4 separate regions of the Mus musculus genome follow, and regions 1, 2 and 4 are each linked to region 3. A link is a contact called in public HiChIP or PLAC-seq and promoter capture Hi-C data. All regions are on one chromosome and are shown on one strand. The core of a region is the stretch at or near the end of the contact, and the rest is flanking DNA. Distances in the headings are between cores, read along the strand shown.

Region 1 (6,562 bases), core at 2,572-5,071, 2.3 Mb after region 3:
CCGATCGTGTTTTGCTGGGCATGGTGGTGCAGATGGTATACCAGTAGTCCCAGCTACTTGAGGAACTCAGGAAGAAGGAATGCTTCCACTCACAAGTTCCACACCAGCCTAGGCAACGTACTAAGACCTCCCACATCCCTAAAAAAAGTACCACAATAAAACTCAAGAATAGGATCAATGGCACATTTATTTTATTATTTTATTGGATTCTTATGTATCTACCTCCCTTCCAATCCTCATTCCAACCTAATTTCTTCCAATCCCCCAACACTAACTAGGTAAGAGAGAAAGAAGGTTAGAAGGGAAAGGGGCATAGACCTCTATAGGCCACTTCCTGCTGACCATGTGGCAAGGCAAGTCTTCATCTTTGGAATATCGAGCAACTTAGCAATAGTGAGCACAACACCAGTGGGCGGCAGTACCTGCCTGCCACAGGCCATCTCAGGGCTTTTGAATTTCTAACCTTCTGGGGCTCTGGCATTTACACCTTCTCCAGTGTTCCCAGAATTAAACTATCTATGGCTGGCAAAACCCACGACCCTCCCCCTCCCCAAGAGCATCATAGTTAAGGACTGTGGACAAACAGAAGCATCCCTATATCCCACAGTTGGGATTTAAACACAAACATATTCATATAACATAGCTGGGAGTTTTTTGTTTATTTGTTTTTTTTTGTTGTTGTTTTTAAGAAACCAAAACTCAAGCTGGAGAAATAGCTCATTGGTTAAGAAAGGTCTGGAGTTCAATTCCCAGCAACCACATGGTGGCTCACAACTATCTGTAATGGGATCTGATGCCCTCTTCTGGTGTTGTCTGAAGACAGCTACAGTGTACTTTTATAAATAATAATAAATAAATAATATTTTTAAAAAATCTTTAAGAAGGAAAGAAAGAAAGAAAGAAAGAAAGAAAGAAAGAAAGAAAGAAAGAAAGAAAGAAAGAAAGAAAGAAAGAAAGAAAGAAACCAAAACTCTCACTACATGGGATGGCTGTTGAAAAAATAAAACAATTCTCTGTTACTTTGAAACCATGTTTCAGAGAGACAATGGCTTTGGCATTCAGAAGTGAGGGTGGGCCAGAAGTCTAGCTGGTCGAGGCACTACTTGGATTGGGGTTGGGCAAAATACAGGCAAAGTCCCGCCCCCCAGGTGTGAATTCATAGCAATGAAAGCCAAACTCTCTCTCCCCTTCTCTTTTGCCCCTCCCCTTCTTTCTTCTCTTTCCTACCCTCCTCTCCTCTCCCCTGTCCTCCCTTCCCCTCCCCTCTCCTGTAGGGTGTGTGGGACTATGCTACCAGACTGGCATTAGGACTTGTGAAGCAGGGTGTGCTCAAAGCCTGAGTATCTCAGACGTCTGAGATGGTAAGAGTGGAGCTGCCCACTCCCAACCTCCACTGACTGCTCGTGAGACCACCATCTGAGAGGACCGCGGGCACTCAGCCACTTAGCTTAGCACCTGGAGTACTCCTTGCTGATGAGATATCTGGATAGCCTTAGCCTTCAGCCAGTGACCTTCCCCTCCTGGATGTTCTCACGCCCCTTCCCCCAAAAGTATATAATCCCTGGTTCACCCAGATAAGGTGTATGCATCTACACTCATCCCCAGTTAAGCAATACAAACAAGCAAGGATGGTCTCAGAAATCTGCTTCATTAGAGATCGTTTCAGGGAAGGCCTTTGCCTAAATGAGCTGTGACATTAAGACTCCTGAAGGCCTTTTTTTTTTTTTTTTTTCTCCTGCCCCTCCAGTACTGCGCACTTGCTCTTGAGTGAATCTCTGGTTCCACTTTCCCCTTCCTGACCGGTGTGCAGATGCCCTGAGGGGAAGCGTCGGCAAGGACCCCAGTTCTTGACTTTCTCTCCAGGTAGAACACTGGCAGTGCACTGGTACTCAGAGAGAGGAGACTGGGAACCACTGCATTTGTCCCAGATCCTATTTTCCCCTTCTGGTCTGGTTGTGGACTCCTGGACTTTGCCCTGCCTTCTCCGGCAGGCGTATTGTATTGGCAGTGCCTGACACCTCTGGCAGATACCACATTCCCCTCCAGTCTCCTGTCTTCCTCCTTTCCTCTCCTTCCCTCCCTTCCTCTCTAACTCTTTCTCCCTTCCCTCTCTCTCCCCTCCCCTCGACCCCTCCCCTGCCTTCTTCTCTCCTCTCTACCCTCCCCGTTCCTCTCCCCCTCCCCTCTCCTCATTCCTGCCCTCTCCCCTCTCTTTTTATGCCTTTCTCTCTCTCTCTCTCTCTCTCTCTCTCTCTCTCTCTCTCAATGGCTAGCCTTAAATTAGGGCTTCTCCTACTGTTGCCTTCTAGGTTCAATTTGAATTTCCAAAAAGCCTAATCCGTTTTTAATTTCACGAGGAAAACAAAGAAAACTTTCAAAAATAGATCCACTTGACTATTAGCAAGGAAGACCAGCTCTTTTGGGGGGGGGGAGTTGGTTTTTTGAGACAGGGTTTCTCTATGTAGCCCTGGCTGTCCTGGAACTCACTCTGTAGACCAGGCTGGCCTCAAACTCAGAAATCCACCTGCCTCTGCCTCCCAAGTGCTGGGATTAAAGGCGTGCGCCACCACTGCCCAGCTCTTTTAAGTTTATTTGAATGAAGAGCCATCAATAGCCATCTATATGTTTCAGAACAGTGGCTTCCTGAGAGGAAAGAATAGAAGAAACTTCTATCACGGGGAGGGAGGGGGGAACGGGACGGCGGTGGGGGAGGGCGGGGAGCCATTGTTGGCTCCTGTTACTCCAAGCTCAGTTATGAAAGAGAAATAAGTTCTTCATATAAGCTCACTTATGTGAAGAGAGATAATAAGTAAGGCTCCTTTAGAGTCTCTGGTCTCATTTTTGTCCCTCTGGTCATTTATAGGGCTATTATCTGTACATATTTAAACTTTTGTAATTTGAGAGATGGTTCTAATAACTGGACTGGTGCCACATGCCTTTAATTCAAGAACTTGAGAGGTAGAGGCAGGTGGATTTCTGAGAAACCCTGTCTCGAAAAACCAAAACAACAACAACAAAAACCAATAATGAACCTAACAAACAAAAAAAACTTAAAAAAAAAAAAAACCAGACCCACATACCCAATATTTTCATCTTTCGCTCATATTCACTTTGGCGGTGGTGGGGGTTGCGGGTGGAGAGCCAAGGTAATGTAGTGGAAAGAGACAACAATACAGCTCATAAGAAAGTGGAGCATAACAATCTCCAACTTCAGGGAGAAACCTACGTTTGAGTGCGATCCCCCCTCCGCAGTACTCCCCCCTCCCAACTCGGCCGTCGCCTCTGCTAGTTTTCTGGAGACAGCTGCAGTCAACAGGAACCACGGACAGGTAGGGAGGAAGGGAGGAAGACCGAGAATTACAATGGCATGCATCAATTCAAGGAAGAACAACTTTTGTTGGAAGCTACAGCTGTAGTAGCATTGACTTTTGACAGCACCCTCAACGAATTTACACCTCATATCCGCACTATCTCGTTCCCGGTATGTTTTGACGTAATACCAAATTGAGAAGTGTAGGAGCTCAGGCTCATTTGTACTGATAAGTGTGTGTTTTTGGTAGTTAGTAAAATCCATTCAGTTGGCTCTACCAGTTCCAGGCAGGTTCTAGCATGGGATTGTTTTTGTTTTCGATTTTGTTTTATTTCTTATTTTATTTTTTTAGTCTCACTTATTCATGAAAAGGTCCTCTGTAGTAAATACACCTTACTCACCCAAGAATCGCCGTTTAGTGTCTTTCCCTGGGAAAGAACAACAGGACTCACAGCGGAACTTTGCTGCGGGTGGCTTGTGTTCCCGCCCGGGTGGCCGGGTGAGAGGGCCGGGAGGGGGAAGCTTTCTGGCGCGGACCGCGAGCGGAGGCTGAGAGCGCCGCCGCCGGAGAAGACCGACCCTCGGCCAGAGCCAGCCTGCGGCGCCCGGGCCTGGCTGGCTGCTTCCCGCCTCAGCCGCTTCTCCGGCTCCCGCCGCCGCAGACACTGTCCAAGAGGGTGCGGCAGAACGCGAGGTCCTACGGCCCAGCCCGGTCCGGTGCGGCCCGGATCCGTGGCACGGGAGGTGAGAGCCCCTGCGGTCCCCTTACTCCCTGCCGGGGCCGCTGGGACCCGCAACAATGGGGACGCGGCCAGAGTCCCCGGCGTGCAGCAGCCTGGGGTAGCAAGCTACTCCTGGCGGCTTGGGCCTTGGGGGGAGCTGCGTCCGACCTGGGAAACTCCAGTGACTGTAGGCTTGGAGGGGGTCTTGGCATCCACCCGGGACTTCAGTGGCTTGATATTTTGGGATTTCGTTGTCAAGGAAGGCAGTCGTAATTACCGAGACTGAACTACAGTGGCTATGCGCTCCTGATGTTATATTATAACACCGGCAAACCGTGCCGTGGTTTGAGGGAGAGGGATTGTGGTTCGAATTTTAGGGACCCCTGTGGCTTGGTCCCTAGTGGACATAGGTGTGGGTCTCTGAACTCCCTCGGGCCGTCTGAGAATTTGTTAGGCTGAGTCGGGTTTGGGGAGAAGAGGCATGGAGAGTTTAGCTTCTCTGAGGTAATTGGTGAGTAGTTCCTGGAAAGGCACGAGCTTAGTTGGGCACAAAAGAGTTGAGCTAGGAGCTAGATGGATCCTTCACGGCTAAGATGTATCCGAGTTAAGAGTGGTTCTCAGGTAGGAAACTTGTCACAGGAGTAGTGTTAGCTGCATTGGGTTAGGAAAAGGCCGATGCGAGCTGGGGAGGGAGGGAGAAGATGGCCGGCAGCTTCTGGGGTCGAAGAATTGGCTTTATGTGGGTCATGGTGGCTGTCTGGGAGTAGAACAAGAGCACTTTGCAGAGTGGGCTTCCTGCTAGAGAATGACCTCTTACTGCGGGGGAGTGTGTGACTCAGATCTGTTAGATTACTGCTCTTGCTGGCGGATGTGGCTGACTGTTGATGCCTGGACTTTGAAGCTGGAATGGGTATTTGGGGGGGCTTAATGAATTTGTTCTAGAGGAGAGGACAGTGTGGACCTTTCCTTCTTACTCCAAAGTCAGTGTGGTGGCTGTCGCCGGCAGTCATTTAAGTAACAAATTTCTTAATGGTATTTGACTTTAAAGCTTTTCTCTGTTCATTTTTTCCCCCTTTGCCCTCTTTTTTGAATTGTGACTCATATTTTGTTTTTAGCACTGTGGCTATTGTTTGTAATGATCCACAAACCTAGACCCCATAGTATGTTGTAATTCTTGGAGCTTTCAGTACAATTCTTCTAAGCCCAAACTAATGTAAAAGGCTTCACTAACTTTTTTTTTTTTGGTATATTTTAATATATGTAACTATAGAGGAGGATGTGAAAAAAAATCTTTATAATTTCTGCTGCTCAAAGCTCTTTAGACCCCTAAATTCATGAAGTTTCATTATCTCTTACTGCCATGAAGTGATTACATTGAATCTGCTAAATCTTTGTCGTTATCATCTCAGCATCCTTGCTCTCACAGGATTTTATCTTCACTACAAATATTAATTGTGTTGAGTGATTCTGTTCTAGAGGCAGTGTGTAAACTCCAGCTCTGATTCTTATAGCCACACACCAGAGCTCTGCATGCACTTTGCAGGCAGAAGTTGGTTCTTTATATATATTAAAGGGAAAGCTATATGAACAAAGCCATATCAGGATCAGTGCACCATCTGAATTTATCTTGAGTGTATAGGATGTATTTATTACCTAGTTGCAAGCTAGTATTGTCAAGTGAGAAGTGAAATAAGTAGTTCTTTGTGTGCCTGTACTGATAGTTGTTGTTGTTGTTGTTGTTCTCCTCCTCCTCCTCCTCCTTCTTCTTTTTAAAGATTTATTTAATTTATTTATATGAGTACACTGTAGCTGTCTTCAGACACACAAAAAGAGGGTATTATGATGGTTGTGAGCCACCATGTGGCTGCTGGGAATTGAACTCAGGACCACTGGAAGAGCAGTCAGTGCTCTTCACCGGTGAGCCATCTCTCCAGTCCTGTACTGCTAGTTCTAATTCTAGGGGTTTTTTCCCTTAAATTTAAGAATAATTTCTTAAATTATTAATTGCCAGGCCATGGTGGTACACAGGGTTTCTCTGTGTAGCCCTGGCTGTCCTGGAACTCACTCTGTAGACCAGGCTGGCCTTGAACTCAGAAATCCACCTGACTCTGCCTCCCAAGTGCTGGAATTAAAGGCTTGCGCTACCACTGCCCCACAATCTCTGTGAATTTGAGGCCCCCCTAGTCTACAAAGTGAGTTCCAGAACAGCCAGGGCTGTTTGTTACATAGAGAAATCCTGTCTCAAAAAAAAAAAAAAGATTTTATTACCATTATTATTATTATTTTATTTATTTATTTATTTATTTATTTATTTATTTATTTATTTATTTATTTATTTATTTATGGTTTTATATATGGTTATACAGGGTTTCTCTGTATAGCCCTGGCTCTCCTGGAACTCACTTTGTAGACCAGGCTGGCCTTGAATTCAGAAATTCGCCTGCCTCTGCCTGGGATCAAAGGTGTGCGCCACCACGCCTGGCCCATTATTATTTTAAATTTGCACATATGTGGATATGGACATGTATGC
Region 2 (5,964 bases), core at 203-2,702, 2.2 Mb before region 3:
TAAGTTCATCAACGATTATACTGAAGGCAGGAAAGTCTGTTAGATTTACTTCCTCCATATGTCTCTGAAGTGAACTCAGCTTACCCTCAAAGGTGCAGATGCGTTCAAAGGCAGCAGCAGCAAAGACTTTACTGATCTGCAGTTCTTCACTGATCTCTCGAAGATAGTCCATAATATCTACCAAGAAACCAAAATCACAAAGCCACTGCTTGTCTGAGAAATGAACTGTTGTTGCCCCCACTGAGACCAAGAACGCCTCGATTTCTTTTCTTAGTGAAAATATTAGTTTTAACGTTTTGCCTCTTCTCAGCCAGTTGTTCAAACACCGTCCGTTAACTCTTTCACCATGCTCTGACTCAGACTCAGTTAGTAGAGGCTGAAACTCCGGTCGCCTAACACCTCTGGTCTTAATCATAACTACCCATTCAGATATGGTATTTATGATCTGATTAATATCAACATCATAAGAACTCAACAGTTCCAAGTGAAGAAATCCCGAATAGTGGATTACGTTCCAACAGTTGGGACTCACGGCCTTCTCTCTCATGTAGGAGACCAGTCCGGAGTTCTCGCCGATCATCCTTAAAGTGTGGGTCGTGGTCAGTCCAACCATTCGCTGTAAGCTGAGCCCTGCTGTCTGCAGGGCTTCCAGAATTGCCGACATGAGAGCCCCAACACTGAAGTGATGAGTCAGGTTGATAATCGTCAGAAGATCTTCTTGCACCTCCAGGTCGCGGCCGACGCCACGGATGAAGACCAGCAGGTAGTTCTCATAGGCCACAAAAGCCTGGTCATCCAAAGCAAGGGAATAGGCCTTAAAGTCCCTGGCTCGGTTAAACAGCTGGCTGCGGAGGTTGCTGTCAATGCTCAGAATCCTCTGCCGTGTGATCTCTGGAGACAAGTCAATGCCTTCCAGGACGCCGACGTGATCCGGCAGCACCTCTCTCAGCAACACCTCCATGCACTGGTGTACGAAGTCACCCTCACCCCAGCCGCGACCCTTCAAGGCCAAGAAGCGGCAGAGGCCGAGGCCTGCCCGGGTCGCTCTCTCCTCCGGAGTGAGCACGGCGGCCAAAGACATGTCACCCTGCCGCAGACGCTCGACCAGGGCCGCGCGTTCCTCGTCCCCTACAAACCGCTCGTAGAATTCGTGCTCGGCCTCGTAGTGGCGCCTCACGTCGCGTTCCCGAGTAGAGGCGACCAGGCGGCGACACACCAGGCACAGGGCCCCGTCACCCTCCGCAGGCTCCACCACCAGGTATCGCTGGGTCCACTCGGGCCGGAACACCAGAGCCTCGTCGACTTCCATCCTAATCCTCTTGGGCGTCATCCACATTCTGCGGAGGCCACAGGAGAACGCCGAGCTCTGAGGCCGCAGCAAACGGGGAGGAGCCCGACGAACGCCAAGCACCCCCTGGGTTCTGCGCCAGATCACCCGAGCAGGGGTGCACCAGCCTCCGCCAGGGCACCTCCGTTCCTATTGGCTGGAGATTTCGTATTCCCTCAGCTCTCAGAAATGAGCCAATAGGAAGAGCGGACCGTGAACTTTGACGCGCAAGCGCGTTGCCTTCTAGCCTGGTGTCGGGCCGCTGTTTAGAGCGGGACAGAGATCCCAGGAACTGACGTGTAAAAGCGCTTGACTGGCATTCATGCTGCCCAATCAGCACTTGCCGCTGGGAAGACGGCGCAGGACTGCAGTCGGCCGAAGCTGAAGGAAGAACTTGAGCGTGAGGAGCTCGAGTGATTGGCTGACTGGGAACTCGGGCGCCAATATGGCGTTTGTAGCAGGAGTTATTCGGCGTCTGGACGAGACGGTAGTGAACCGCATAGCGGCGGGGGAAGTCATTCAGCGGCCGGCCAATGCTATCAAAGAGATGATAGAAAACTGGTACGGAGGGAGCGGAGCCGAGTTCCCCGACTGAGAGCCGGGGCGGGCCGACCCACCTGCTGCAGTCGGCCACCGTGCGGGGCACCGAGCACGGGGACCGTGGGGGCATCGGGCACAGGGACCCTGCGCGTGCCAGGCTGGTTTCCCATTATGCACACGGCCGAAGGTCCTCACGACTTGCGCGAGACCTGTTTGGGTCGCAAGTAGGGGAAGCACGCGTGGTATTGGTTTAATGGTATCTTCCTGGAGTATGCGGCTCGCCGCCACGTTACATACAACGAAGATGCGCGGCTGACGATGTGTGAATGTGTAAGGGTGGAAGAGAAACAGTCTTCAGAGTGTGCCATTTTAGGTTTATCATTCATTCCCGGAATAATCCCTACACATCCAAGGCACAGTTTCTTCTGAGTTTTATTCAGACGTATCAGGACATGGGGCTTTTTTTCTGACTCTCCTCTTGTCAAATTAGTGAGTGACCCTAGTCTGAGACTTAGACCTGCATCTGAGACTTAGACCCGTCAGGTTGTGGAGGGGAGAAGTTAAACGTGTACTGTTTAACCTTTAATAGGCACAGTGAATAGTATACCCCAAAGTAGACACACCACCAAATAAGTTCAAAAAGGACACTGTGTACATAAGGACTTTGTGTTAATATCAGTTGATGGTTGTGAAAGCCAAAGAAGACAAATGTTCAGAAGTGCACTGAAAAGACAAAGCATTCAGAACGATGACACTGAGATAAATGACCTCAGGCCCTCTTTGGGGTCCAAAGACCTTTATGCAGGAGTCACCTAAGACCATCGTGAAATTCTGATATTTACATTACAATTCAGAGCAATAGCAAAATTGCAGTTATGAAGTAGCAACAAAATAATTTTATAGTTAAGAGTCACCACAATGTAACAATGGGTCCCAGTTTTAAGAAGGTTGAGAACCACTGCCACAGGGAGGAAAGGAAACTGAAGAGATAACCAGAGGAAGGAGCAGGGAGCCCTCGGACATTTGATTTGGTGTCAATAGGCTGCCCTAGGATAGGTTTTGCTTTTACTGTGTTAGGATGACCTGGAGAACTTGTTCACTTAATTGTACTATGCCTGAATCACCTACAATAAAAAACTAAGCTTAAAAGTAGCATAGCAACGCATGCAAGCAGAGATTATGCACAGATCCTACTTAAATATTTAAGTCGAGGTTTTTGATACAGAGGTGCTAAGAAAAGTTTATTACTTAAGTAACTTACTGGCTTCTTGTTTTTAAAAAAGGCATTTTCCTGAGAGGAGTTGAAAGCTTCCATTTTTCATGTAGCCCCAGGTCAAATTTGTTTCCTGTGGTAGATATTCTATGAGCATAGGCTGCTCTGAAAATACAAGAGTTTCATTCTTTTAAAGATATTTTCCTCTTTTTAATTTAGTTTATTTTGTTTACTTATTTGTGTGATAGGGATTGTGTGTACAACACACTTGTGAAGGTCAGAGGACAACTTTGATTCTCTCCTTCCATCATGTGGGTCCCAGGGATTGAACTCAGGTCCTTGGTTGGTGCCAGGTGCTTTCGCCCACTCAGACATTTTGTAGTCCCTATTAGCATCTTCTTTCATTTTAAATTTTCATTTTATTTGTGGGGATGTTTTACCTGCATGTATGTCTCTGCACCATGTACATCGATTGCTCTCAGAGACCAGAGAGGGAGTCAGGTCCTCTGTAGCTGGAGCTACAGCTACCATGTGGATGCTAGGAATGAACTCTGGAAGAGCAGCCAGGACTCTTAATGGCTAAGCCATCTCTCCAGGTTCCAGCTCCTTAAGTCTCTTAAAGAAATTTCTGCATGGCAGTTTTTCTTTGCTTCATCATGAATGTGTTGAGGAAAACTGCATTTTTAAATGATGTTTATTAGAGTCACTTAGAAACCAGAGACTGATTAGAGTTGTTATAACAGTAAACGTAGTTGAAATGAGAGTAAGAGACACTTGTGCTGAAAGGACTGCCCTACAGGGACAGAAATGTGCTCTGTCCTTGCCACTTACGCAGGGTGTACATTCATACAGTACCCACATTGAGCTTGTAAGACAGAGAAAGCATGCAAGTCAAACACTGTGTTTGTTTGAAATTTGATGTTACAGTATATGCATCAGAGTAGTTGATATTACAATATGTGCATCAGAGTAGATGATATTACAGTATGTGCATCAGAGTGGTTGATATCACAGTATGTTCATCAGAGTGGTTGATATCACAGTATGTGCATCACAGTGGTTGATATCACAGTATGTGCATCACAGTGGTTGATATCACAGTATGTGCATCACAGTGGTTGATATTACAGTATGTGCATCACAGTGGTTGATATCACAGTATGTGCATCACAGTGGTTGATATCACAGTATGTGCATCACAGTGGTTGATATCACAGTATGTGCATCAGAGTGGTTGATATCACAGTATGTGCATCAGAGTGGTTGATATCACAGTATGTGCATCACAGTGGTTGATATCACAGTATGTGCATCACAGTGGTTGATATCACAGTATGTGCATCACAGTGGTTGATATCACAGTATGTGCATCAGAGTGGTTGATATCACAGTATGTGCATCACAGTGGTTGATATCACAGTATGTGCATCACAGTGGTTGATATCACAGTATGTGCATCACAGTGGTTGATATCACAGTATGTGCATCACAGTGGTTGATATCACAGTATGTGCATCACAGTGGTTGATATCACAGTATGTGCATCACAGTGGTTGATATCACAGTATGTGCATCACAGTGGTTGATATCACAGTATGTGCATCACAGTGGTTGATATCACAGTATGTGCATCACAGTGGTTGATATCACAGTATGTGCATCACAGTGGTTGATATCACAGTATGTGCATCACAGTGGTTGATATCACAGTATGTGCATCACAGTGGTTGATATCACAGTATGTGCATCACAGTGGTTGATATCACAGTATGTGCATCACAGTGGTTGATATTACAGTATGTGCATCACAGTGGTTGATATCACAGTATGTGCATCAGAGTGGTTGATATTACAATATGTGCATCAGAGTAGTTGCAACTGACCAAATTTTTTTCTCTGATTTGCCAGTTTAGATGCAAAATCTACAAATATTCAAGTGGTTGTTAAGGAAGGTGGCCTGAAGCTAATTCAGATCCAAGACAATGGCACTGGAATCAGGGTAAGCGAGGCCTGGGGGAGCCAGTTTTATGTGCTTCATGTCAAACCTCTAGCAAAGTGCAGGATCTCTTCCCAGCCTGGAGACTAGTCTTTTTCAGAAGGTATTTTAGATCAAAGGCTTGAACACTTCCCAATGATTAGTATTAAATTTCTATGTATATTGAACACTGTTCAAGGGATATGGTAGCGAACAAAATGGACAAAAATCCTTTGTTTTCTGATAAGTGTTTTCTGTCATATCCTTTGTTTTCTGATAAGTGTTTTCTGTCATAGTAGTGGGAATCAGGAAAAAATGAATAGTATGCCAGGTGCCATGAAGTACTGTACAGAAAACAGAAGCTGGGAGGAAGACCAGACCAGAGAGTGGCAGAGGATGTGACGTCCATTTATTGGTCATTCAGGAGGGCTTTAATATGGGTGCAAAACTTATGGAGAAAACGAAAGGACATCAAGGAGCAGGTTATAAAAGTGTTAAAAGGGTGAGTGTCTTAGGCAAAAAGAATAATAAGGACAAAATCATGAAGTAGGAGCATGCTTGAACTTGATGGGCCAGCAGGGAAGCCAGTGTATCTACAGCATGTTGAACAAGACCAGGGTAGTAAGACATGAAGGCCTACGAGAAAACGTTCTGGGCGTAGTAAAACGGGTGGTATTTTTGGCCACTGTGGTGGGATATAACTCAGTGATTGTAAGCAAAACAGTACATGATATGGTGGTGAGTTTTATTTAAAGCCTTTGAGTGGGCCTGGAGAGATAGCTCAGTGGATAAGAGCACTTACTGCACTTGGGGAGGAGCCATGTTCTGTTCTCAGTACCCATAGCAAGTGTCTGACGACAACTAGAACTCCAGTTTCAAGGGCTCAAATGGCCTCTGAGGGCACGTCAT
Region 3 (6,537 bases), core at 3,557-6,056:
TGCCACTGATCCAGCACCTGGGAGGCGGAGACAGGGGGATCTCTGCGTTTGAGACCAGCCAGAGCTATACAGTGAAACCCTGTCTAAAAAAGTCTTACCTGAGCTCAACATTCCTTTTTGTTAAAGTTCTGGATCGTTGTTTTCCACATGGTATTTTCTGACTAGTTTTACCTGTCCTCAAGTATGAAATTGAACACAGCACTTCGGTAGGGAAGAACTGCCATTCACAGGACCAATTTACACTGGCTAGTTGCCTATTTCTTAAGTGCTTAATGAATAAATCTCAGAAACCACACATTCCCCATTCTGTTAGTAGACCCCTGTTCCTGTTTTGTTGGCCCACAGGGGATTCAGAACTCCGCTCTTCAACGGATGCTTCTACTAGCCAAGTGCTTCGGTGGCTGACTTAGGTGACACTTCTGACTTCATACACAGCCTGGTTCAGTCAATGTTTGATAAATCCCTACATAGAAGCAGGAAAACTTGTCTAAAAAAATGTGACCATGTTAGGACTGTCACTGTGATAAGCTATTGCCCACTGCCATTCAGACATGTACCCCAACAGAATACTTTTCTGTAGATTTCATCATATTCATGGACTCAAGCTGAACTGCACAGCCTCCATTTTACCTTCTAGTGAAAGCCAGAACGGATGCATCTCTGTCCACTGTCACTGTGCCCAGGCTTGAAACAAAGCCTGCCTTACCAAATAGCACAATTCCTGTACTTTCTATAATGGTGCTATGTGTAACTTACCTTCTTTTTCCTTTTTGAGACAGGTCTTAGTATCCCTGCCTGACCTGGGACTCACTCTGTAGAGCAGTCTGGCTTAGAACTCAGAGATCTACCTGCCTCTGTTTCCCAAGGGCTGGGATTACATGTGTACATCCCCATACCTGGCACAACATTTCATTGTAAAAGAAGGCTTTACAGCTATGAAAAAATAACTTGGAAGTCAAAGGTAGAATCTTTCCAGCTCTGTTCAAGGGCCATAGTGGTCTAGGTAGGACTAGTCAGGCCAGAGAGCAACAGAGTTAAATGCCCAACTCCTTGCCTATTTGTAGAATGTGCTATAAAATGGGGGCTCAGTGGCTAAGAGCACTAGTTGCTCTCCCAGAGGACCCAGGTTCAATTCTAAGCACCCACATGGCCGCTCACAACCCTTCGTAACTCCAGTTTCAGGGGATCTGACACGCTCACACAGGTGTACAAACAAGCAAACAAAATAAAAACACCAAAGCACATAAAAATAAATAATCATATTTAAAAATGCTATAAAATGAGTTTACCCCAAATAGTGAACCTTTCCTTTCCAATGACACTGGTGGATACTCTCCACCTCCATGCTCTCTGTACACATTGGTACATACCTACATGCTCACGGCCTCGCTCCCACACACCAGTTCTCCCCATACTGCTGTAGGTAGTGTAAATAGAGCAAACTGAGCTCTGGGACTGGGTTCCATCCCTTTGTCCCTTTGTCTCTTTGTCTCATTCCTCAGTGGGAAGGTTATATATATTCAGTCACACACACGTCATGGTAGGTAGGTTTCCACGCAGGTGACAAGTCAGTGTTTTCCAGCAAGTGGAGAAAACCGCTTCCTTTGCCTTGCTCTATGACCTTGTGAGACAGCTGTAGCCATGCACACGCTTGTTTCTGTTAGAGCCCTAGCCAGGGCTCTGCTATTAGTTGAGGAATATTTCTCGTGCTGAAGGTATGCACCAGTGTCACTGTGTGATGGCAGACATAGGAAGGAACCCCATCCAGGGAGTCCCATCCCATTTACTTGATAAAGGTCCACATAAGGGCCTGGGTTTGGGTTTTTTTTTTTTGTTTGTTTTGTTTTGTTTTTTGTTTTTTTTAGGGCAAAAGAGGGGTTTTGATATGGTAGTGCGACTTACTTGGTTGCATATAGGCCGGGTTCATCTCCAGCTCTGTGTGGTAGGTCCTGCCTCTGCTGAGATTATATATATGTACCACAAAACACACACGCCACACCATACTCACCCCGATTAAGGCCTGCCATGTTTAAGTCACAGCATTCTTTTTTTTTTTTTTTTAATTTATTTATTTATTATATGTAAATACACTGTAGCTATCTTCAGACACTCCAGAAGAGGGAGTCAGATCTCATTACAGATGGTTGTGAGCCACCATGTGGTTGCTGGGATTTGAACTCTGGACCTTTGGAAGAGCAGTCGGGTGCTCTTACCCACTGAGCCATCTCTCCAGCCCAAGTCACAGCATTCTTATACTAAAGTTTAGACCTGTTTATTTGTGACAGGCTTGAAGCCAGTAGACTAGAGTCAGGCCAGCAGCTTTGGAAGCCATGGCTCACTACAGTAAGTGTCCTTTTGGAGAGTGTCATAACTGTGCTCATTCTTTAGGTTCTCCTGTGTGTTCCCGGTGTTGCCACAGTGCCTCGGCTCAGCGCTGCCGCTGCCCTGTGTGCTCCTGGCTGTTGAGCTGCTCTCTGTGCTGCTGGACCATGACAGCCTAGCATGGCAGCTATGCTCCCACCCAGGTAAAGCAGGGCAGGACAGTCTCAACTGTCCTATAGTGGGGAGGGAGGGCCTGGGGGCAGTACAGGTTCAGAGCCCCTCAAGGGCTTCTGTACTTGTACCCCAGACTACAATGAAAAGGGGGTCCCATAAGCTGGGCGTGGTGGCGCACTCCTTTAATCCCAGCACTCAGGAGGCAGAGGCAGGTGGATTTCTGAGTTCAAGGCCAGCCTGGTCTACAGAGTGAGTTCCAGGACAGCCAGGGCTATAAAGAGAAACCCTGTCTCGAAAAACCAAAAATTTAAAAAAGAAAAGAAAAGGGGGTCCCTGAGTGAGGCCTGCATCCTTTTCAGAAGGCTGCCTTCTCCTGAGGCTGTACATGTACATCACATCAAGGCCTGACAGAACGGCCTCAGAGACACAGTGGCTTCAGCTGGAACAAGAGGTAAGACTCAGACACTGCTCACCCTTCACTCCCACCCCCCGAGAGCCCAGAGTCTCCTTCCCTTGTGGGAAAGTGGGAGCTACAATTCCTTTTTTGCCAGTTTGTCAAACAGCAACGGGTAAAATGTAGGGGTTCCTCACAGGGATTCAATACAAGCACATCCTGGGTTATAGTGGTGCTCAGCAGAGCTGCCTGGGCTTTGGGGGCCCCGATCCTGGTCCTGGAAGCAGTAAGCTGTTGGTGAGATTCAAGTCTGAAAGCCTGAGACTACCACTACTTGTACCCCACTTGTGCAGGCAAGCAGTTGTAGACGTAGCTAGAGCACCTTAGAAATGCCCGCCAAAGCCCTGTGACAACCGTCTGTTCTACATGGGATGGGTACTATCTCTTCTTGTTCCAGGTAGTATGGCTCTTGGCCAAGCTGAGTGTACAGAGCCCTGCCCCCGCTGGCATTGGTTCTGACTGTCACTGCAATGTAGAGGTGAGTGGCCAGAGACCAGCATCATGGATGCTCAGTTAGTTAAGAGCAATCCTGTTGATCTTGAAGTGGTGAGGTGAGTAAGTCTCTGGACCTCAGGCTGTGCCCTCTCACCCTAGGCAGTCAGAGCGCTCACTGTGATGTTGCACAGGCAATGGCTGACGGTGCGGCGGGCAGGAGGTCCAAGGACCCACCAGCAGAAGCAGACGATACGCTGTCTGCGGGACACTGTGCTGCTGCTGCATAGCCTATCTCAGAAGGACAAGCTCTTCACTGTGCACTGTGTCGAGGTCCTGCATCAGTACGACCAGGTGATGCCAGGGGTCAGCATGCTGATTCGAGCCCTTCCTGATGTGACTGACTGTGAAGGTAAGCTAGCACGACACTGTCCTAGCCTTCGTGTGCCTCTGTCAGACTCCTTTCCATGAGTCTCCCCTTGCCTCCAGAGCCATTCCTGGCACATGGGTATTACCTTCCTGCTCTGGGTCTTTGAGTATGACAGGTTCCCATTTGATGGTGTCTATTGAATTGGCCTCGCTGAGCCATGGTTTTCCACAAAGATCTGTCCGAATTGCCTTTGTGTCACTTTTGCTCACAGTCGCTGAGGGAGCAAAGCCTGTGCATAGAAGGGACTGGTTGGTTCCTGTGACGCTAGGGAGCATGGGGGCCTCCAAGCCCCCACGCTGTCGAGTTAACCTCAGACCCCTCTTCCTTTTGGCTCAGAGGCTGCCCTGGATGACCTCTGTGCTGCGGAGACTGATTTGGAAGACTCTGAGATGGACTGTAACTGAGGGCCTGAGCATCCAGCCACAAGGTGGCGCCAGCTCCCACCGCCGTCTTTGCCATATCCACTGATTAAAACTGCACTTCCTGCTGAGAACACAAGCTTTGTTTCCTGAGTCCGATTTGTGTGGCTGAGAGGGAGGGACAGGGCAGACCAAGAATTGATGAGATGACTCCTGCTGGAGTTGAGATGGCCCCCATGGTAACTGATCTGCCCTGAGGAAAAACCCTGCCCCTCTTCGGGAATTACCCTGAGTCATAGCTTTGGGCGGGGGCCGTGGTGGGGGCAGGGGTACGTTTGTGGCCAAGGAGGCAGCCCTTTTTAGGAAGGCCTGGATCAAGGACTGGGGGAAAGACAAGAAAAGGCAGAGGCTCACGGGCACATTTGAATCCTAGAGACAACCCAGTTTGAGTTGTCAGTGTTGGGGCAGTAGTCCATTTTACCAGCCAGCAGGATCACAGATATGGATCTAGGAAGGCCTTTGGGGTGCTTGGGGAGGGAGGGAGGAGCGTCAGCACGAGGGCCAGGCCTGGCAGGCTAACAGCAGGGCGGGCCCTGTTCAGGAGGCAGGCCTATGGGTGGACCCAGGCAGTTTTACTTCCTCAGCCACACTGCTGCCAGCAGCAGACCCAGCGGAGTGCCTTGCTGCCTGCTTCTCGGTAAGTGTGGAGTAAGGGTATGGGGTAAGGCAGAAGAGAATAGGGTTCCCTCACCCTGAAGGTAGTCAGCACTAGGGGAAGGGCCTCCCTCAAAAGGCAAATAAGTAGTGGATCCATCCCACTAGAACAACCCTGCCCTCCAGCTTCTAGTGGCCCTGGATAGTACCTGCTGAAGGGAAGGGCTGAGCTGCCTTTCTGCACCCCACCTCAGCCCACTTGAGACCTTCCTGCTGCTACTCATTACCCCATCTCCTCCCCAGGTTCAGCATGGGCTCACAGACCCTGCCCCATGGTCACATGCAGACCCTCATCTTCTTAGACCTGGAAGCCACTGGCCTGCCTTCGTCTCGGCCCGAAGTCACAGAGCTGTGCCTGCTGGCTGTCCACAGACGTGCTCTGGAGAACACTTCCATTTCTCAGGGACATCCACCTCCAGTGCCCAGACCGCCCCGTGTGGTGGACAAGCTCTCTCTGTGCATTGCTCCAGGGAAAGCCTGTAGCCCTGGGGCCAGTGAGATCACAGGTCTGAGCAAAGCTGAGCTGGAAGTACAGGGGCGTCAACGCTTCGATGACAACCTGGCCATCCTGCTCCGAGCCTTCCTGCAGCGCCAGCCACAGCCTTGCTGCCTTGTGGCACACAACGGTGACCGCTATGACTTTCCTCTGCTCCAGACAGAGCTTGCTAGGCTGAGCACTCCCAGTCCCCTAGATGGTACCTTCTGTGTGGACAGCATCGCTGCCCTAAAGGCCTTGGAACAAGCTAGCAGCCCCTCAGGGAATGGTTCGAGGAAAAGCTACAGCCTGGGCAGCATCTACACCCGCCTGTACTGGCAAGCACCGACAGACTCACATACTGCTGAAGGTGATGTTCTAACCCTGCTCAGCATCTGTCAGTGGAAGCCACAGGCCCTACTGCAGTGGGTGGACGAACATGCCCGGCCCTTTAGCACCGTCAAGCCCATGTACGGCACTCCGGCTACCACTGGAACAACCAACCTAAGGCCACATGCTGCCACAGCTACTACACCCCTGGCCACAGCCAATGGAAGTCCCAGCAATGGCAGGAGCAGGCGACCTAAGAGTCCTCCTCCAGAGAAGGTCCCAGAAGCCCCATCACAGGAGGGGCTGCTGGCCCCACTGAGCCTGCTGACCCTCCTGACCTTGGCAATAGCCACTCTGTATGGACTCTTCCTGGCCTCACCTGGGCAGTAAGTCAAGAGGGGAAATATGATGAATAAAGACTTCCATAGCACTGACTGCTTGCCGCCTCTGCTTCTCAGCCTGGGCCTCTGGCCATGCTCAGGCCCTAGGGATGAGGTACAGTCCCTCTCTCCTGCTCTCTTAGCAGGACAATCAAACCTGTTAGGCTAATTAACAGAGGGAAGAAACAAGTTCAAGAAGTAGACAGAAATAGTTTTTGGTGTAGAGCCAAGGCCAGCTGCCTAGGCGCTGAAGAAAGGGGAAGCGGGTCCAATGTTGCATTTATTAGAAATGAGGGTGCGGAGTCTGAATGCTCAGAAACACCAATCAACACAAAGCTAAAACAGCCAGTGAAACAGGAACCAACAGGGAATATGGAGGTATTCACATCTGGGCCGGAGATACCACCTAGGCCCTCCACCCCACCTTTGGTCCAGATAACCCATTGGCCTTGGTGTCCCTGCTACTG
Region 4 (6,591 bases), core at 1,520-4,019, 2.2 Mb after region 3:
CACTCAAAACACCTCATGATCTGCAGAAGCCTCCGTGGCTCAAAATGGACTTGAAAGGGTGATTATCTCTCGTCCTGGGGCTTGACTGAAATGAAGCTAGAAGGGCTTTCACTCCTGCAGTGAGTTAGGCCCCTTCCTTGGATTAGAAAGAGCTGGTGTGAGAGTGAGGCTGGAGTGTGGCAGGAGCCAGAGAACCTTTTGCTTTCCCAGGTGGCCCCAAATGCCTGCCGCTTAGAGCCTGAATCAGGGATTTTCAGCACTACCTCTGAGCCTTGGGGTTGGCTGCCCAGCCTGGCTTCCAGGCCCTGAGGATGTGTGGTCAGGTTCAGCAAGCTCCTGGGTTTAAAAATATATAAATAAATAAATGGTGGGAGGAAACTTCTCCTTTTGGAGGCAGAGAGCCACACAGGTAAAACTGTTATCTTCCAAGCAGCCAAGTACTGAGCCCTCCACTCCAAACCCATAGGGACTGCCCACCACTCAGGGTTCAGGACAGGCAGAAGGGCAGTTTTTCAAACCTCCCCAGTCTGTTAAGTAGGGCACAGTGGTGACTTTATAGGGAATTCTTTCATGTCAGGGCACTGACGTTACTCTTGGTATTATGGTGGGGGTATGGTAATATTTCACCAGGGTGCTTCTAAGTTACTTTTTAAAATAACTTGTCTTGAGGCAATTGTTTTCCTTTTATTTGCTTACATTCCCATCAGTGATGGCCATAAAACTGCCTTCTCCTTGATGAGCAGGTATGTTGCTCCCCTGTTCCCTTAACTAGTTGGCCTTCTGGCCTGCTATGGCCAAGTTCTGGCCCCAGCTGCTTATCCCTTCTCCACAATTCTTTCCAAACAGAAAAACCCATGGTCACAGTGTTTTTCTCTTAGAAACAAGTTTAATAGAACTGTCAGCAAATAACCTATAGGAAAAGAAAGAAGGCCCATTTCCGTTCACAGTATGTTGGGGCCCAGGTACCAACAGTGTAGGGCTTTCTGATACCCTCAGGATCATTCAGGCAGAGTGGAGACTGTTGAGGATGTAGGTAGGCCAATCCAATAGCCCCAGCACCAAGGGCACACACACCTGTTCCTGAGCCCAGACTCACTGGTAAGCTTGTTTCTGGACCGTCTGGGTTCACAGGTATGAGGGTCAAGTCTAGCTTGGGATGTGATTCTTAGGTAGGGCAGCTTTAGGTTTGTTTCCAGGCACGTCTGAACCTCAGTCCACGGAGGCAGCCAGTCATCACATGCAGACATCTCCTTTCTCCACTTGATGGCACAGGAGGTAGGGAGGGGAATGTAGGGTTAAGTTCCTTGACCTTGCTTTATGCAAAGTGAAATATATTTGTGTTACTTCTCTCCATTTTCCCCAACTGGATGAAATGGACCTATTCTGAATACTTTTTATTGAAAAACCAGCCAGTGTGAGGGAAATGGGAGGTCAGAGATCAGAATCCTTTGAAAAGATTGTGAAATACTGATTTTCATTGTTTAAAGCGTATTTGTAAATACCTATTTGAATGCTGTGTATTTGTACAGGAATTTGAGCAAAAAAATGTATAGAGTATGTCTAATTGGTAATAAGCCCTATAAATGTGTTTTTAACCTCTGGCATTCTGTGCTTATTTAAAACAAGAAAACTTCTAACCATTTCTTTTGTGTATTCATGTCTAAAGAAAAACTGACTTAAAATTATCTTACCTGTACCAGAAAAGTTAAAGAAAAAAATTTGTGCCAGTGTCCCAAGAGGCATTTTACTGTATATATTGTGGTAGCATGTTATAAATCCAACAAAAAATGTGACTTTTAGATGTAAATATCTGGCAACTGACTCCCCCACCTCCATCCCTTGACTGCTGTGATGTGAATTAAAGATGAATACCTGATATTGATCCACTGATTTCACTGAATGGGAGCATAAGTGCCCCTCTCAAACCCTTGTCGCCGGGCTCCAAGCCCTTTTAGCTCCAGATACTTTTCTGCACTTAGTCGGCCGCTCTCCATATTCCGCCTTCCAGGGCGAGTGGCCAAAGCCCTTGCACTTAGCATTAGGGCAGTCCAGGCGGTAATGTCTCCAGTTCCCATCCTCGTGTCTCCAAGAGTGGAGAACAAAACCTCCCAAGATCCCATGGCCTCCATTTGGAAGGTAGACCAACGCCTCTGCTCGCAGCCTTGCCGCGAGGTCCTCAGAGGCCCAGGACGGGAAACGACTAGGCAGGCCGAGACCTTTCGTTTAAGAGGTTCTGCCGTCTGACCCAGGTTAAAGCGGGGTCTGAGCAAGCCGGCGAATCAAAGTGGACGTTCCCCTTGATTGGCTCGGCAATCCACGTGGTAGTTCAAAACAAGGAACCGCTTCTGATCCATGCTCCCGCCGCCCATCCTACTGGCTATAGGGTGGCGCCAGAAATGCTGCTCTACGAGTCCGGGCGTCGGGAGGAGTGGGTGTGGAACCAAGACTCGGCATTCGGGTCGAGTCAATAGATTGAGAGGGTTCCGGGTAAGCAGCCAAAGCAGCTGCCCTAACCCAACATGGCGACCCGTGCACCTTCCCTCCGCACCCCTATGGACCGCCCAGGCTCAATCAGCAACCGACAACTGTCTAGGTCCCAGACAGCAGCAGCCAATGAGGGAGGGTAGCGTGGAGCCGCCGGTCTGGGCTCCTGGGCACGTGGACCAATGAGGATGCAGCATATGGGTGGGCGCGGGGATCGCACACCAATGGGAAGCTCAGGTTTCTGTTCCAGCCCACTAGGCGGAACACCGCGCCGGGTGCGGTTCATTCGCGCGGCGGCGGCGGTGGTGGAGACGGCTGAGGAGGATGTGGGCTACGCGCGGGCTGGCGGTAGCGCTGGCCCTGAGCGTGCTGCCTGACAGCCGGGCGCTGCGGCCAGGAGACTGTGAAGGTGCGGGGGACCGGATGGGGGCGGCCTGGCGGCGCTAAACCCAAGGAAAGCGAAAGGGTGGGAGCGACGGCCCGTCCCGGGGCTCCGCTGGAGAAAGGGCCTCACTTATTTCCCGGGCCTAGAGACGTTGACCCATTTAAGGGAACGCGTCGGTTCAGTAGCGTTAATAACTTGGCCGGAAGCCCACATCCCGGGAGTTTTTGTCTTCCCATCACTTTAGCGATTACAGGAAGGCATCCTGTGGGCCGCAACCGTCTCGGGGTTACTAAGCTGCACTTGGGGGTTCGATGTATTTGGAATGAGGAGCATTTTGATCATTTGCTTCAGCCTTCAATCTGTCCCTTATGAGGTCACAATGAGTTCCCTCAAGGACACGTGTCCACTCTAGACTTAAACTTGAAAAGAGCAGAGAGGGTTGTGTGTGGGTCACTTGGGTAATGTTCATTCCCAGCATGCAACTGGGTACAAGGACCCCAGCAACCTAAGGGCTCTGTGCACTTCTGAGTACCCGAGTTAAAAAAAAAAATTAATCCCTTCTAGCAAAACTGCTGACAGAGTTTTTTCCAGGGGAAATGGAGACTAATAATTACTTACCATCTCCTCCCTCTTTTCCAGTTTGTATTTCTTATCTGGGACGATTTTACCAGGACCTCAAAGACAGAGATGTCACATTTTCACCAGCCACTATTGAAGAAGAACTTATAAAGTTTTGCCGTGAAGCAAGAGGCAAAGAGAATCGGTTGGTAAGTAGCTGGTGACCCACCCAGCCTGTCCCTGGCTCTTGGGCACTGTCCACTTTGTGATGGGACTTGTATATATACTAATGTGAGGTTTAAGTGTTTTTATCCTCTATTTATTAAACATTGCTATAAGCTGAATATTGGTAAGACCAGGAGAGAAAATGACAGGCAACTGCAAGGCAGTGATGCCAGATGCCATGAAGGAAATAAGCTAGGAGAGTTGGTGGGTGGGAGCTGAGAGAGAAAGTAGTGGGTATCTACCTCTGAGGACAGGGAGTCAGTGAGGTGGAGTGAGCACAACTCAGGCAATGGGAGTGCCCAAAGACCAGAATGAATTTGGTGTGATTGGAACCAGAAGTAGTTGGCTAGGTGCCCCGAGATGGCCAGGGCCAAGTCAAGGTCAAGGACCCTGGCGGAGCATCAGCCTCTTGTAGCTTTAATTTCCATGGTAGTCTCTCATCGGAACTCTAACTCTGCAGCTGAGCATATATCAAGTGCCTCGGGCCTGGGACAGCTAGATCTGGGCAGACTAACAAACCGAAGCCTTGGCAAAGAGAGGTTTTCAAGGTGACCTAACAGTTGTCTGGAACTGGAGAGTTGGTTATGAATGTGTGCTGCTCTTGTGGAGGACCTGAGTTCAATTCCAGCATCCACAGCACCCTGCACTGCAGCTCCAGGGAACCTGATGCCTTCTGGCCTCTGACACATGCTCTCATGCATGCAGATTTTTTTCAAGGCTTTCATTTTGTTTTGTTTTGGTTTTTGCTGCAGTGCTACTACATTGGAGCCACAGATGATGCTGCCACCAAGATCATCAATGAGGTGTCGAAGCCCCTGGCCCACCATATCCCTGTGGAAAAGATCTGTGAGAAGCTGAAGAAGAAAGACAGCCAGATCTGTGAACTAAAATACGGTGAGTGTGACTCGGACCCTGTGCCTTCTACCATCTCTGCATACCCTTTCTGGACTTAACTTTCTAGCCAGAAGAGTCATCAAAAGCGGGTTTGTAGCATAAAGGATGATTCTCTGTGCTGCAGGGAACAGACTTGCGCATCGAACATAGGTGGAGGTCAAAGGGTGACTTAACATACTTTGAAGGATGAGGGTTGACCCAGAGGCCATCTGATAGAGCAGTGCAGATAGAGATTATAGATAGTGGTGGAGTACGTAGAGGTCAAGTTGGACAGAGCCTTGGGGGGAAATTTGGCTTTTAGTCTAAAAACTTGGGAGCTTTAGAAGTTTTTGAGCAGAGAAGTGATGTGGTGGGAACTTGAGTTCAACAGTCATGGCTCTAAACCCCAGGCGTGACAGTTACAGCATCACCATGGCAGAGCCCATCTGGTTGCACAGAATCCTAGTCTCGAGAAGAGCTAGGCCTCTCCTATAAAGTTTAAACGATGCCAGTGTTTACTGCACTAATGTTCGGGAATTTTGTACTTGTGTGAATTTGATTTGGTATCCTGGTTGGTTCTGGTGTCGGTTTGTTTGGGTCACGTGGGTTATGGAGTAAGTGTCTGACTCTGGTGCCTCTTGGGGAGGCTAGGGGTGTGTCTGCTCTGCTCAGCCTGGAGCTGTCCTTTGTGCTGGCATGTAGGAAGCCCTCGGGGAACTGGAGCTATGTTCCTTCTCTAAACCACATAGGCTGTCTGCACTGTGTGTCTTATGGTGGCTACTGACAGCCTGAGGTGGCCTTCCTGGTGAAGACTGTCATCTCAATCTTGGGCGCAGTGTGCATTTGTCTTCCCGGCCGCACGTAGGGCTGGACATCCTAAGGATGGTTTGACGTGCAGCACAGTTGGGCCTGCAGCCTCTCCTGCCCAGCCATTTACTCTCCTGCTCTCCCTGCAGACAAGCAGATTGACCTGAGCACAGTGGACCTGAAGAAGCTCCGGGTGAAAGAGCTGAAGAAGATCCTGGACGACTGGGGGGAGATGTGCAAAGGCTGTGCAGAAAAGTCTGACTATATCCGGAAGATAAATGAACTGATGCCTAAATACGCCCCCAAGGCAGCCAGCGCACGGACTGATCTGTAGTCTGCCCAATTCCTGCTGCACCTGAAGGGGAAAAAGCAGTTTATCTGTCTCTTCCCCAAATAACCATTTTGTAATTTATTTTTTAAGCGGGCTCCTGACAATGAGATGTGAACCTAGAGCTTTCCTAGTGATGCTGGCTCTGCAGTTCCCTCTTGCCCATCCCCGAGTGGGGACAATTTCCCCATCCCCAAGTGGGGACAATTTACTTCCTTCTTTGCTGGTTTACTCTAGGACTTCAAAGTTTGTCTGGGATTTTTTTATTAAAAAAAATTGTCTTTGGAGAGTTGAGCTGGCACAGTATTCTGTCCTATAGATTACTGGTTTATCTTTCCAGTCTGAAAAGATCCCTCAGCCTGCCAGTGCTGAGGGCCTGAAACTCCCATAACAGGACTTAAGAGCTTGGGCAGCCAATGTCTTGTGGGTTTGGGCTTCTGGGTGTCTGATACTTCAGCCTGGTGAGGTTAGACTTGACCCCTGACCCCCACCCCCATCCAGTCCAGTAGCAGGGGCTGAAGGTTCTTGAGCTGCTGTTAAGTCTAAAGGACATTTACATTTGGCTCAGCCTATGCAGAAGGAGAACTGTGAGCTGAGTACAGGTGGTCAGACCATAGCGTATCTTTACCCCGCCTGGTACTTAAACTATTCATTCATCGGGGTTCCAGTCTAGCATCAGAACAAGGACCCTTGCTTACCTATATTTTTGGCAAAGTTGGCAGGAATCGGTTTACAAAGAAGCAGTGTGAGCTGGTTGTAGTGGAAGGCCTGAGGGAGTTGTGTGCACTGTGGTTTTCAGTTGCTCCCTTTGCTGGCACTTGTGAACTGTGCCTCAGTGGGGAAACTTTGCTCCTGCTGCCTCCAGAGATAATGAGAAAGGAGCAACTGCTAAGAAGTTATGTTTTCCAAAAGGCTCGTCTTAGCTATCTTC

Evidence for each region. Promoter capture Hi-C pulls out the DNA fragments that hold promoters and counts their contacts. HiChIP or PLAC-seq counts read pairs in DNA pulled down with a chosen protein or histone mark.
Region 1: a contact with region 3 is called in an H3K27ac HiChIP or PLAC-seq map of bone marrow-derived dendritic cells, with 6 times the contacts expected there. The contact joins the promoter of Rad54l2 here to the promoter of Trex1 in region 3. A contact is called at or near these places in 2 of 115 datasets of contacts at active chromatin or transcription factors (bone marrow-derived dendritic cells and regulatory T cell precursor).
Region 2: a contact with region 3 is called in a promoter capture Hi-C map of pre-B cells, with 4 times the contacts expected there. The contact joins the promoter of Epm2aip1 here to the promoter of Trex1 in region 3. A contact is called at or near these places in 4 of 39 promoter capture datasets (fetal liver, liver, neutrophils and 1 more), 2 of 115 datasets of contacts at active chromatin or transcription factors (astrocytes and bone marrow-derived dendritic cells) and 2 of 9 other capture datasets (adipose tissue and liver).
Region 4: a contact with region 3 is called in an H3K27ac HiChIP or PLAC-seq map of thymic regulatory T cells, with 14 times the contacts expected there. The contact joins the promoter of Manf here to the promoter of Trex1 in region 3. A contact is called at or near these places in 3 of 39 promoter capture datasets (liver and pre-B cells), 2 of 484 Hi-C or Micro-C datasets (B cells and CD4 T cells), 2 of 115 datasets of contacts at active chromatin or transcription factors (regulatory T cell precursor and thymic regulatory T cells) and 2 of 9 other capture datasets (adipose tissue and liver).

Annotation. Positions count from the first base shown.
Region 1 is chr9:106,786,472-106,793,033 of GRCm38.p6, reverse strand. Rad54l2 (RAD54 like 2 (S. cerevisiae)) reads left to right here and starts at 3,821. Exons shown (of 22, transcript NM_030730.2): 1 at 3,821-4,054.
Region 2 is chr9:111,267,333-111,273,296 of GRCm38.p6, reverse strand. Epm2aip1 (EPM2A (laforin) interacting protein 1) reads right to left here and starts at 1,452. Exons shown (of 1, transcript NM_175266.4): 1 at 1-1,452. The coding sequence starts at 1,336. It overlaps Mlh1 (mutL homolog 1), which reads left to right and starts at 1,689. Exons shown (of 19, transcript NM_026810.2): 1 at 1,689-1,888; 2 at 4,989-5,079. The coding sequence starts at 1,773.
Region 3 is chr9:109,057,520-109,064,056 of GRCm38.p6, reverse strand. It overlaps Trex1 (three prime repair exonuclease 1), which reads left to right and starts at 4,806. Exons shown (of 2, transcript NM_001012236.1): 1 at 4,806-4,868; 2 at 5,129-6,125. The coding sequence starts at 5,136. The coding sequence ends at 6,080. It overlaps Atrip (ATR interacting protein), which reads left to right. Exons shown (of 13, transcript NM_172774.3): 9 at 2,389-2,525; 10 at 2,856-2,947; 11 at 3,348-3,428; 12 at 3,545-3,794; 13 at 4,149-4,310. The coding sequence ends at 4,216. Atrip-trex1 (Atrip-Trex1 readthrough) reads left to right here. Exons shown (of 14, transcript NR_153412.1): 9 at 2,389-2,525; 10 at 2,856-2,947; 11 at 3,348-3,428; 12 at 3,545-3,794; 13 at 4,149-4,868; 14 at 5,129-6,124. Shisa5 (shisa family member 5) reads right to left here. Exons shown (of 6, transcript NM_025858.3): 6 at 6,265-6,537.
Region 4 is chr9:106,888,116-106,894,706 of GRCm38.p6, reverse strand. It overlaps Manf (mesencephalic astrocyte-derived neurotrophic factor), which reads left to right and starts at 2,769. Exons shown (of 4, transcript NM_029103.4): 1 at 2,769-2,893; 2 at 3,509-3,636; 3 at 4,405-4,546; 4 at 5,482-5,954. The coding sequence starts at 2,809. The coding sequence ends at 5,666. Dock3 (dedicator of cyto-kinesis 3) reads left to right here. Exons shown (of 53, transcript NM_153413.2): 53 at 1-1,882.